Linked DNA regions of Canis lupus: region 1 is linked to region 2. The links are chromatin contacts, called in public Hi-C maps. All regions are on one chromosome and are shown on one strand. The core of a region is the stretch at or near the end of the contact, and the rest is flanking DNA. Distances in the headings are between cores, read along the strand shown.

The links. A called contact is a pair of places that touch in the nucleus more often than the background predicts.
Region 1: a contact with region 2 is called in a Hi-C map of blood, with 1.7 times the contacts expected there. The contact joins two enhancer-like sites. A contact is called at or near these places in 2 of 9 Hi-C or Micro-C datasets (both in blood).

Annotation. Positions count from the first base shown.
Region 1 is chr3:9,970,358-9,976,107 of UU_Cfam_GSD_1.0, forward strand. No RefSeq gene overlaps it. Among named protein-coding and RNA genes, the nearest start is that of FAM174A, 50 kb to the right of the region's middle. Within about 2 kb of position 2,419, at least 7 of the 20 cell types and tissues checked have an H3K27ac peak or open chromatin away from gene starts, as enhancers often do. A contact at or near this core is called in blood, where this site is marked.
Region 2 is chr3:9,820,736-9,826,065 of UU_Cfam_GSD_1.0, forward strand. No RefSeq gene overlaps it. Among named protein-coding and RNA genes, the nearest start is that of ST8SIA4, 110 kb to the left of the region's middle. Within about 2 kb of position 2,501, at least 2 of the 20 cell types and tissues checked have an H3K27ac peak or open chromatin away from gene starts, as enhancers often do. A contact at or near this core is called in blood, where this site is marked.

The DNA of each region.
Region 1 (5,750 bases), core at 1,169-3,668, 150 kb after region 2:
TTGCTTCAAAGTGGAACCAATATATAATAGCAATAGCTACTACTTAGTGAGAAATGTTTTCATTCAGACACTATGCTAACAACTATTTGCACTATCCTAGATAGTCATCTCATTGAGCTTATATCATCTCAGTTTTTCAGAATAGGCATACTGAGGTTTGTAAAAATTAAGTAATATCTATGACCACAGCTAGTGGAGTGTAGATGCCACTTAAGTCTGAGTGCTGAACCTATTTATGTTATATTTGCCATTTTGATGTTGCTCTCAACAGGAAAGGAAAAATACAAATAAAAACCAAATGTGACAGATTTTATGTATTTGCTTATTCAATACCCATTATTACATAGTTTTTAGTTTGCCTTTCTGTACAACTGACTATAAAGCTAAAAACTGCAGTCCCCAGACTGGTTTGCGATATCAAACAGAAATGTGGCAATACACTGGAACCCACTTAGCCTTTGAGCAGGGCCCTCAAGCATGTAGCCATCACAGCATGTAGAATCACAGAAGTATGTTTTTCTGGGCCAGCTATCTGTTTGTCATCTAGTTCCTAGTGTCCTAGATGTTAGGTGATGTTTCCCTTTGAACAGTTTTTCTCTGGCTCTTCTGGGGATTTATCAACTGTTACTCATTAAATGGTTTAAAATGGATTGTTCTTGCACATAAGTGCTGCAATTGGTTCAGTAATTGTTACTAGAAATAGGTTGCTATAAGTAACAGGAACTAAAATGTGGGACTGACTTGATAGAGATGAAAATTCAGGTTTTAGATGCTTGACACTAGAAAACTGGTCACACTTTATATACAATGGGAAGTATTTGGTTAAATAGTCATCTGAACTCTGAAAACAAACTATACAGTGACTAAGTCTGTATCGTTGGAAAGAGTGAGACTGATCAGAATGTTGGCTAGTACTGGCTATCTACCTTTACGAAAATTCTACAAGAGCTTGGTGAACCCAGGTGAAAGGCAGACAGACACGGCTTGGAAGCAGAGAGAGGAGGAAATACCACTTTGATAAGACCAGCACTCTCTCCTTAGAGTTTGGCATCTGTATTGCCAGAGCATCCTGTACTTTGAAGCCTTGGAAGGCTAAAAAATAAAAACATGGTTCACATCCTAAATTGAAGCCATTGCAAGACAGCAAAGCAGCAAACTTCGTAAGAGATAAAACTAGTAGATAAACAGGTAAATGCAGCTGGTATGAAAGCAAAAAAATAAAAAAATAAAAAAATAAAAATGAAATAAAGGATTTAGCCTTCCCCAAAATATATGATTTTAAATTACAACACGGCAATAACCATTAAGTTAAAGCAGGGAGAGAAGGTAATGGCCAGTCAATAAAGACAATATCCAAGGTTAAAAACCTTGACTAGATAGCATCTTTAGCTATAGTTACACCTGCAGGATAGGGATGAAACATATGTAAACCCATTAATGTCGTGACAGAACTATGGTGACCAAACATGTAGTCTGGACTGTCAACTCCTGCAAGTCATCGCTCTACTAAAAAGGTATGAAATTATTCCTACAATCCCACAACGCAAAACCACATGCGATTATTTTTTAAGACTGTACACGAGCCTGAAGATTCAGATCTGTGTGGCATCTCAGAGGGCAGAGTCAGAGACCACAAAAATGGGATGAGAGAGTAAAAGATTGGCTGGCTTGAGCTCATTCCACCACTAGTTCAGGAAGCCCTTGCTACGTCTGATCAACAGGATTTTAAAACTGCTACGACTGTTAATTCTCTGCATTTTCTTAATCCTCTATTAACAAAAAAGAAAAAGCCCACAATTCCTAGTTTCTGTAACTGTTCCTCTACCAAACTAGGAAACAATTCTGGCCAATGAGAAAAGTATGCTAAGGATTTCTGGAAAATTTTATTTTCCTGATGTGGTACACGATTTCCCAAGATGACCACAGTAAGCTCCTTCTGTTGCTTCACATGCATGTTCGCTCACAGATCAAGAGGCAGGGGTTTAGTTCCTCTTTCTGTCAATCTGAGATGGCTGTAGTGACTGACTTGACAGAATGCAGAAGTGATATTCGGAAATTCAGAAACTAGGTCACAGGAAACCTTTTAGTAATACAAAGTTTAGTGATAGCATGCTATAGTAATGCAGAAAATACAGATACATCAGGCTAAGGAAATTTCCAGGCAGAATGCTGAACGTGCCAATTGGTTTCTGTTAGATGCAGAGGATAAGATCTAGAAAAAGAAAGAATGAGCTAAAAAAAGGCAATATTCAATGTTTTATAGAATTTAGAGGACAAACAAGAGTTAGGACCTATTCGGCTCAAAAATAGAAGTGTTTATCATCTCCAGTCTTTGAAGCCTGCAAAAAGTTTCTCAAAATAAGAAACGGCATCAGACCAAAACGCGAACTCAGAATATTTCCGGTAACACGTAACAGGAGGGTAAAGTTCATTTCAGTGGTGCATTTGCAGCTCCCTTTCCTGACACCTCGGAAGCATTTATGACAGGCCTTCAACCAGACAAATATAATTGAATGGTTTAAAGATTTTTTTAACCAGAAAATAGGGCTCCTAAGAATCTTAAAGTCATGATCGCACACCATCAAGACTTAGCCCACCACAGAGAGGAGTCTTTCTGGGGAAAAAAAAAAAAAAAAGTGGGATTTTTTTTTTCCCCTACTGGACTGAACCCTAATAAAACTGGACTAAAAGTGATAGAGGTAAATTCAAAACAAAAAAGAGCCCCTGGGGGCGGGGGGGAGGCTTTAAAGGCAGAAAGCAGGCTGAGAGCTCCTCGGCAGCAAACACAGGCCAATTCTAAAGGAAAAGAGGGGAAGTTTTAGAGTGCAGCTCCAAAAACCTAGAGGGCCGACCAACTGGCACAAAGCCTCACTCCTCAGGGAGCAGGACTTGGCTCCACACAAGGAAGTGTGCTCAGGCTGACTTCAGACTTCCTGTGGGTGAGCAAGTATTATCTGTTTCCTGTGAGACCTCATCTCTTTTTAAAATACGTTTTTTGTTTTGTTTTGTTTTTGCAAATTTCATACATGTGTATCACCAGTGTAATACTGGCTTTATTGAACAGATAACTGAGCTTATTGGGCAGATAAATTGCCTCCTTTAAGGTTCAAAACGTTTCATTATAGAGAAATCATGCTTGAGAAACTGCATCTGAGAAAGTGGGACACTTATCTCCCATTGAATCTGATTTAAATGATCAATCCTGGACTTCACACCAATACCATAAGGCCATAACTTGGGGGATATTAACCTACTCTGCATATAGAAGGGAGATGAATATCAGTAGCCAAAGAGCAGATTATGCTAAATAGTCTCCCAAACTGGCTACCATCGACTCCCTGTCGTCATGCCTATGCTGCTTCTCACATGACAAACTAGGCTCGAATTTCCTTTCCTTGTTCTGAGTACACCTTATGTTCTTGACTAACCAACTGTGCCTAGAAGCAATACTCTCAAACATCAAAGACCAGACCATGAAAAGCCTTACTGTCTTGATTTTTAACACTTACTCTTGAGACACTTTCTCAGAATGTAGCTGCCGTGCTATGAAGACAGTCACATCTAGGCATTTCAGCCAGCCTCAACTCAGCCACATGAGTGTCACCTTGGAAATTCAGCTCAGTTAAGTATAATGTGCCTCCAGACCCAACCACAATTTGACTGCAAACATGAGAGATCCCAAGTAAGAACAGCTAATTGAGCCTAGTCATTACACAGAACCGTGTGTGATGATATTAAATTATTTTAAGCTACTAAGTTTTGAGAAGGTAATGATGTGAATAAAAGAAAACAAGAATCACCCATTATCAGGACCAACAATTTTTCTTCTGGTCCTTTCTTCTTTCCTTTTGCAATCAAAGGCATGAATCCTACAGTACAGCTGTAAAAATCATCTTGAAACCCTGAAGGAAATACCAAGACATTTTTAGAGACCTTGACCCTGAATTCCTTGGGCTATAAAAGAAGCACTAGCAACCACAAACTTCCTGACTTCAAGATAATAGAAAAAAAAAAAAAAAAAGAAAAAAAGAAAAAAAGAATCTCCTACTTGGGTTTTTGGTCACATGTAGCCATGTAAATAAGTTGATACTCAGGAATAAACAAATACACAAAACAATGTCGTTAGCTACTTTGCTAAACAAGGGCTGATGGTTCAGCTTCAAGTTTTATGGGCAAAGAGTCAGTCATACAATTGCAAAATTGCCAAGAGTACATAAAGCAAATAAATATAAAACTAGCTGCTCAATGAGAACCCAAACATTTCTGATAATGAATTGAAGGAAATATCTCTCATATCCTTGTTAAAAAAAAAAGATATGATGTGATGTCATATGTGACTTACTCATTGTTAACAAGTTAAATATAGCCTTATCCTTCAGAGTTAAATATTTTATAACATCTCTCTTCAACAAAGGCATAATGCCAGTTAGTCCAAAGAGATTCTACAAAATGAAGAACAATGAACTGCAGTTTTACAGCTACTGGCAATCTGAATAAATCCAATAATAAAATTCAAACATTGAGGAATTGGTGGCCAATGATTTCTACTACCAATCTTCATAAAAACTTCTTGCTAGTAAGCTTTTGATCGATCTGATAAAATCTTCCACTGTAATGCTCCAGACTCAAATTAGCATTCTCTTAAGGAAACTGAAGAGCCTAATTAGGATATGTGCCTGGGTGGAAAACTATAATTCAGTGTACACACTGTCTGAGATAGTAGCCAGTAACGGAGTAAGGATTTTCTCACAGAATGTTTCTGTTCATTTTACAACAAAAATGGAAAACTGTGATGCTAATAACCTAGCCCATATAGTATATGCCCCATAATTTTTTTTTATACTCTGTAAATTTAACTTGGAAAAAAATTAAATTGTACTGCCAAATGCTCTCTTTGATTGTATGTATATGTGAACATGCTGTTTGAATATGGGAGCTGAGAGATTCTGTGACTTCTGGCTTGCATACTTGAATGACTGTTGATATCCTTTAGTGAGAAAAGGGAAAGAAGAAAGCCCAGTCTGTGTGAGGACAATCATGAATTTGAGGATCCTATGGGCCATCCACATGGGGGATGGGAAGTATACATAAGAGTTGAAATATATGGGACTTAAATGTCAGAGAAATTTAAGAAAATACACATTTGTGAATAACCTGCTGACTAAAATGGCCTTAACATTTCATTCCCCTTAGCTTGACTAACATGATAGATTTCTTCCCAACTCAGGATTGCTTACTTATCTTTTTTGACTATTTATTTTAGAAAACATAATCGTAAATTCTTTCTGCCTCTTTGAGATGCAATTTTTTTTTTTTTTTTTTAAACAACAGCAACAACAAAACCAAAAACATCTGATGGCTTCACAACCCAGAATGTCTTTCTTAGGGACCTGGGAGCCATCTGTTGGAAGTGTAAGTAAACATCAGGGGAGATAGTACTCCTATCTCCCAGTTTTTGTGGGAAAGTAGAAGCCTAATTTTGGTGGGGCCAAGTTGTAAAACTCTCATCATAAAAATGTGAGAAGTTTCTTTTCCCTTTGGATAGAGCAATTAGCAAACATATATGGCCTTTAACTTCTCCAACACCTTCCAGTACTTTAGGGCTTAAGAGCCTGTCTGATCTCCGTTTCAGTGAAATTTAGATTTTATTTTGGCCTCTATTTGGTCCACTATTTTAAGAGCCTTAAATAAAGTTTTCCTGTCCCTGTGTGGTTTTTGATTTGACACTGTCTGTACAATAACTGAAGTCA
Region 2 (5,330 bases), core at 1,251-3,750:
AGGAAAACTTCCAAATGCATTCTATAAGGCTGGCATCACCCTGATACCAAAACCAGATGACACCACTAAAAAAGATAACGGTAGGCCAATATCCCTGATGAACACGGTTGTAAAAAAAAATCAATAAAATACTAGGAAACTGAATCCAACAATACATTAAAAGAATCATTCACCATGATCAAGTAGGATTTTTTCCTGGGTTACCATGTTTGTTCAACATTTCCAAATCAATTAATAAACATTAATAAAAGAACCGTCTGATCATTTTAATAGAAGCAGAAAAATTGTTTCACAAAGTACAACATCCATTTATGATAAAACAAACCATCAACAAAGTAACTCAACAAAGTGAGTTATGGAGTGAACATAACTCAATATATTAAAGGCCATATGGGGAAAAATCACAACTAATATCACCCTCAAAGGAGAAAAAAACTGAAATTTTTTGCTCTGTGGTCAGGAAAAAGATGGCAATGTCTTCTCTTAGCACTGCCACAAACACAGTACTGAAGTCCCAGTTCTATCAATCAGAAAACACAAAGAAATACAAAGCATTCAAATTAGCAAAGAAGAACTCAAACTTTCACCGTTTGCAAATGGCATGCTGTTCTAGATAGAAAACTCTAAAGACTCCACCAAAAAACTGCTAGAACCGATAAATGAATTCAGTAAAGTCACAGGATTCTAAATCAAGACAGAAATCTGTTGCATTTCTGTATGCCACTAGTGAAGCAGCAGTAGGAGAAATTAAGGAGTCAGTCCATTTATAATTGCACGAAAGCCAATAAGGTACCTAGGAATAAACCTAACCAAAGAGGTGAAAGAGCTGTCCTCTGAACTACAAAACACTGAAGAAATAAACTGAAGATGACACAAGGAAATGGAAAGACATTGGAAGAACAAATATTGTTAATATGCTTGTACTACCCAAAGCAATCTACACATTTAATGCAATCCCTATCAAAATACCAACAGCATTTTTCACAGAATTAGAACAAGCCATCTTTAAATTCATATGGAAACAACAAAAGACTTCAAATAGCCAAAGGGACCTTGAAAAAGAAAAAGCAAGTGAAGTTGAAGGCATCACAATTCCAGACTTCAAGTTATATTACGGAGCTTTACTGATCAAACAGTAGGGTATTGGCACAAAAATGGACACATAGATCAACAGAACAGAACAGAGAACCCAGAAATGGACCCACAACTATGCGGTCAGCTACTCTCTGACAAAGTAGGAAAGAATATCCAATGGGAAAAAGACAGTCTCTTCAACAAATGGTGTTGGGAAAACTGGAGGGCAACATGGAAAAGATGAAACTGGACCATTTTCTTACAACACACACAAAAATAAATTCAAAATGGATTAAAGACCTAAATGTGAGACCTGAAACCATAATAATCCTAGACATGAACACAGCAGTAACCTCTTCGACATTGGCTGTAACAACTTCTTTCTAGATATGTCTCCTGAGGCAAAAATAAACTATTAGAGAACACCCTTGAGATGAGAGGATGTTATTAATTTTTTTCCCCCAAATCTTAATCAACTTCAGACTTGCTGAATATCAGCCACATGCAGGATGCATTGGGCAAGGCACCGGATGCGGGCAAACTACAGTCCTCAGCCCTCCTCCCTCCATTGCTCTCCCCTCTGAATACCTCTCAAATACAGAGATTTCCTTCCAATTCCTTTGGCATGTAATAGTCTGTGATGCTACAATACTTTGTCCTTTGTGCTGGTTTCCCTGCTGCTACTACTCCATTCGCACACAGAAGGTGATTCAAAGACAAAGCCAATTGTATCCTCCATTGTTTGTAATGCCATCAACTTTCTGACAAATTCCAAACTCCTTAGGCTCCTTTGCAAAGCCCCCCATTATCTAATCCCAATAACTCTCCTAGCTCCCTCAGAAATCCATGAGTCCATCTCTCAGAGTTATTCCTAAACAGAGTCAAATGCTCTTTCTCATACTATTTATTCTCTTTCTACATGTCAACCCCCAGCTCTTTAATTTGATATACTCTTGTTTGTCACCTAAAACTCAGTTTAAAAACAAAAATAAAAACAAAAACTTAGTTTAAATGTCACTCTCACTTTCCATCTCCTATAATACATTATAAACTTGTAGGGTTTTTTTTTTTTTTTTCTAATGATAGACAATTAACACACAAAACCCCCCTTTTTTTCCTGTGAAAACCATACCCGAATAAAACTTTTAAATCAGCCCTAAATTATTTTTAAGATAATAGAAAGAACATAATTTCTTCCATTTACTCAAAGCTTACTTTGTGCAATGCACACTGCCAGGTAATTCACAGGAACAACTTTATTTAGCCATTAGTTGTCTTTAGTGTATCATCTTGTTTTACTGATGAAGAGTCTTAGGTTACATTAGGGGCGAGTGAAGCTGGAACTCACAGACAGGAAATCTGACTTCTGAGGTTACACTAGCTCACAAGTTAGCTGGGTTTACTCAGATAGGCCTTATTACGAAATAGCCCAAAGGAAAGGACGTAGCTGGGGCCGCAAGAGCCAGACGTCACTTAGACAAAGTGTTGGAGGAAGTTGAGAGTCAGCAAAAAATTGTAGATAATGATGAAGAGAGGACCCTGCTAACTTGGTCACAAGGAGCTCAGATACTGTCCTGATCCTTGAGGTGGCCCTGGCTTCCCATTCCAAACTTTAGAAGTCCTGGGGCTAAGACAGGCTGAACTGGTACAGATTCCTTTTGCCATGAGAGTTAAGCAATTTCTTAGCAGGACTGTGCACATCTGAGGGACACTGCTTACGTGGCTAGAGCCAGATTCCTCACAGACACCAGTGAGACCATTCACCCTAACCTCCATCCTCACACTCCCTTTCAATCAGGAAACGGCCTTCTTTGAGCCGCCTCTGCCCTACAACAACAAAATAAAGTGTGAAAGAAACATAAAGTCATTAATAACACCTGGCCAGGCCAGAATTACTGATGACGCTAGGCAAACATATTTTGTTTTTTGTTTTTTGGAAGTTTTTTGGCAAACATATTTTTGAAATGCACTGCCCAAATTAGATATATTAATGATGCATATATAAGGCCCAGACATGTAGCTCACTGGGCAGGTTGTCCACTAATGGCAGACTCATAGCATAAGCCTACCACTGCTTTGGACATACTTTTTTTTTTTTTTTTTTTTTTCATAGTATCTGCTCTTGAGGCATGGATTGTTTGGTCATCACGGATGTGCTGAACTTCCTAGACAGACTCACAGTTCCTCAACTACTTGGGTCTAATATAGACCACCTACATGAGCCTGGAACCTAGACTGACACCATCTGCTCTGTACCAGCTGTCCATGGCCAATAAGTTTAGAAGGAGGAGCTTAGGTGATTTAGAATATCTAGGAGGCAATAGCATACCTTCATATTTTCCCCAAGTGAAACAGTTGTGGCTTTTGATTTATGTATTTATTTTTCAGTTGTGGCTTTTATTGAACATTTGAGCCATTGACTCTACTACCTTCTAGGACTCTCAGGAAAGCTATGCCTGTTATCACACAAATATAAACATTCATTTACGTAATCACTTCTGAACTCAGTCAGTGAATTTCTACACTGTTAAACACATCATTTATTTTGAATTTTATCTAATGTTTAAAGGGTGTATAAAAAGTTGGCTGCACTTCTGGGTCTTTTACAAGGATATTCTTTTGAAAGAAGGCAGTGATGGAGGTTATCATCAATTTATTAGGAATTTGTAAAATCTGCAGATATTTCTCAAAATACACACTGATTGTTTTCTGAAGGATCCAAAATATTTCTAAAAATCAGTATTTATTTGTTTCTGGATTCAACATGAGAATATCAGAAAAACAATTTTTTTTGCTATTACAGTGTATACATGAAAATATAAATCCATATGATGTTAATAAAAGTGTTCACAATTCTCTGAATTACATCAAGATTAGTATTTCCATTTCTAGCTGAATATTCTAAGGCTAAAGGGACATCAAGTGACGTGTCATATTTGTTCCAGTAGATCAGAGACCAACGGGTCTATCATTTTACATGAATAGCAGTTAGAATGTTTTCCAGTTTGCCTAAAAGAAGATTTTCATTTTCAGAGAGCATTTTTTCCAGAATTTATTTTTAAATAAATTATAGCAAAGAAAACCTGTGATTTGTTAAGTATAACCAAATTTTAAAAATTGATTCCAAATTTATTAAAAGCTTTCTTCTCTCCCTTAAATCAATGCTGACATAGGATTCAGAGACAAAATTCCCTTTTGTATTCTGGTACTGTGTAACTCAGAATAAACACTTTCTCATTCAGCTCTCCTACATGAGTATTCTATATTAGAACCATGTAAATATATGTCTATGTATAAAAAAGTATATATAGAGATGTGTATATATGCATGCTTGTTTATAAATGCATAAATATGTATACATCTTTATATGTGTGTAATATATATAATATATGTGTAAATATATATAATTATATGCAAGCAGAATTTTTTTAAAAAAATAATTTAAGCCATAGGGTAGAGTTGTGGTAGGGAAAAGTCTACACTACCCAGGCCACTACGTCTAAAAAAACAAAAGGTATGAATGTGAAGAGAAAATATGTCTCATGAGTTGACCTAACTTCCTCATTCCATGCTTGTTTCTGAATGAATGGTTCCCTATAAAAAGGAAAAAAAAAAGTGGATTTCCTTCCATTCTGGGAATTTTTATAGTGTTTTAGGAGAACAAAGTTCAGCTTCAAGAGAATCACCTTTGAATTTAGAGAATGTTTCAAGCGGTAAGCATGCCCATCCTCATATGCATTTGTAAGTAACTACAGCAATCTCCCTTATCTGTGGTTTCTCTTTCTTCAATTTCTCTCACCCTGGGTCCACCACAGTGTGAAAGCAGATCATGAGAAGTTCCATAGCAGCCTCATGCTATGTCCTGGTTACTCCTTTGTTCACGTCACTTTACCTCATGACTTATAGTCTCACATCATCACAAGAAGGGGGAGTACCATACATTTTGTGTGGGAGAACACATTCACATAACTTTTATTACAGCATATTGTTATAATTATTTTATTATTAGTTGCTCCTGCTAATCTCTTATGGTGCCTAATTTATAAATTAAATTTTATCATATATAAATATATATTTTTAAATATATATAATATATAAATTATATACACTATTATATATATATATTATATATATATATATATTATATATATATATGGTTCAGTACTCTCAGACATCCACTGGGGGTCTTGGAACATAAGCCACACAAATAAAAGGGTCTACTCTATCAAATCTTCAGGCTTTATCACCCTTTGGCT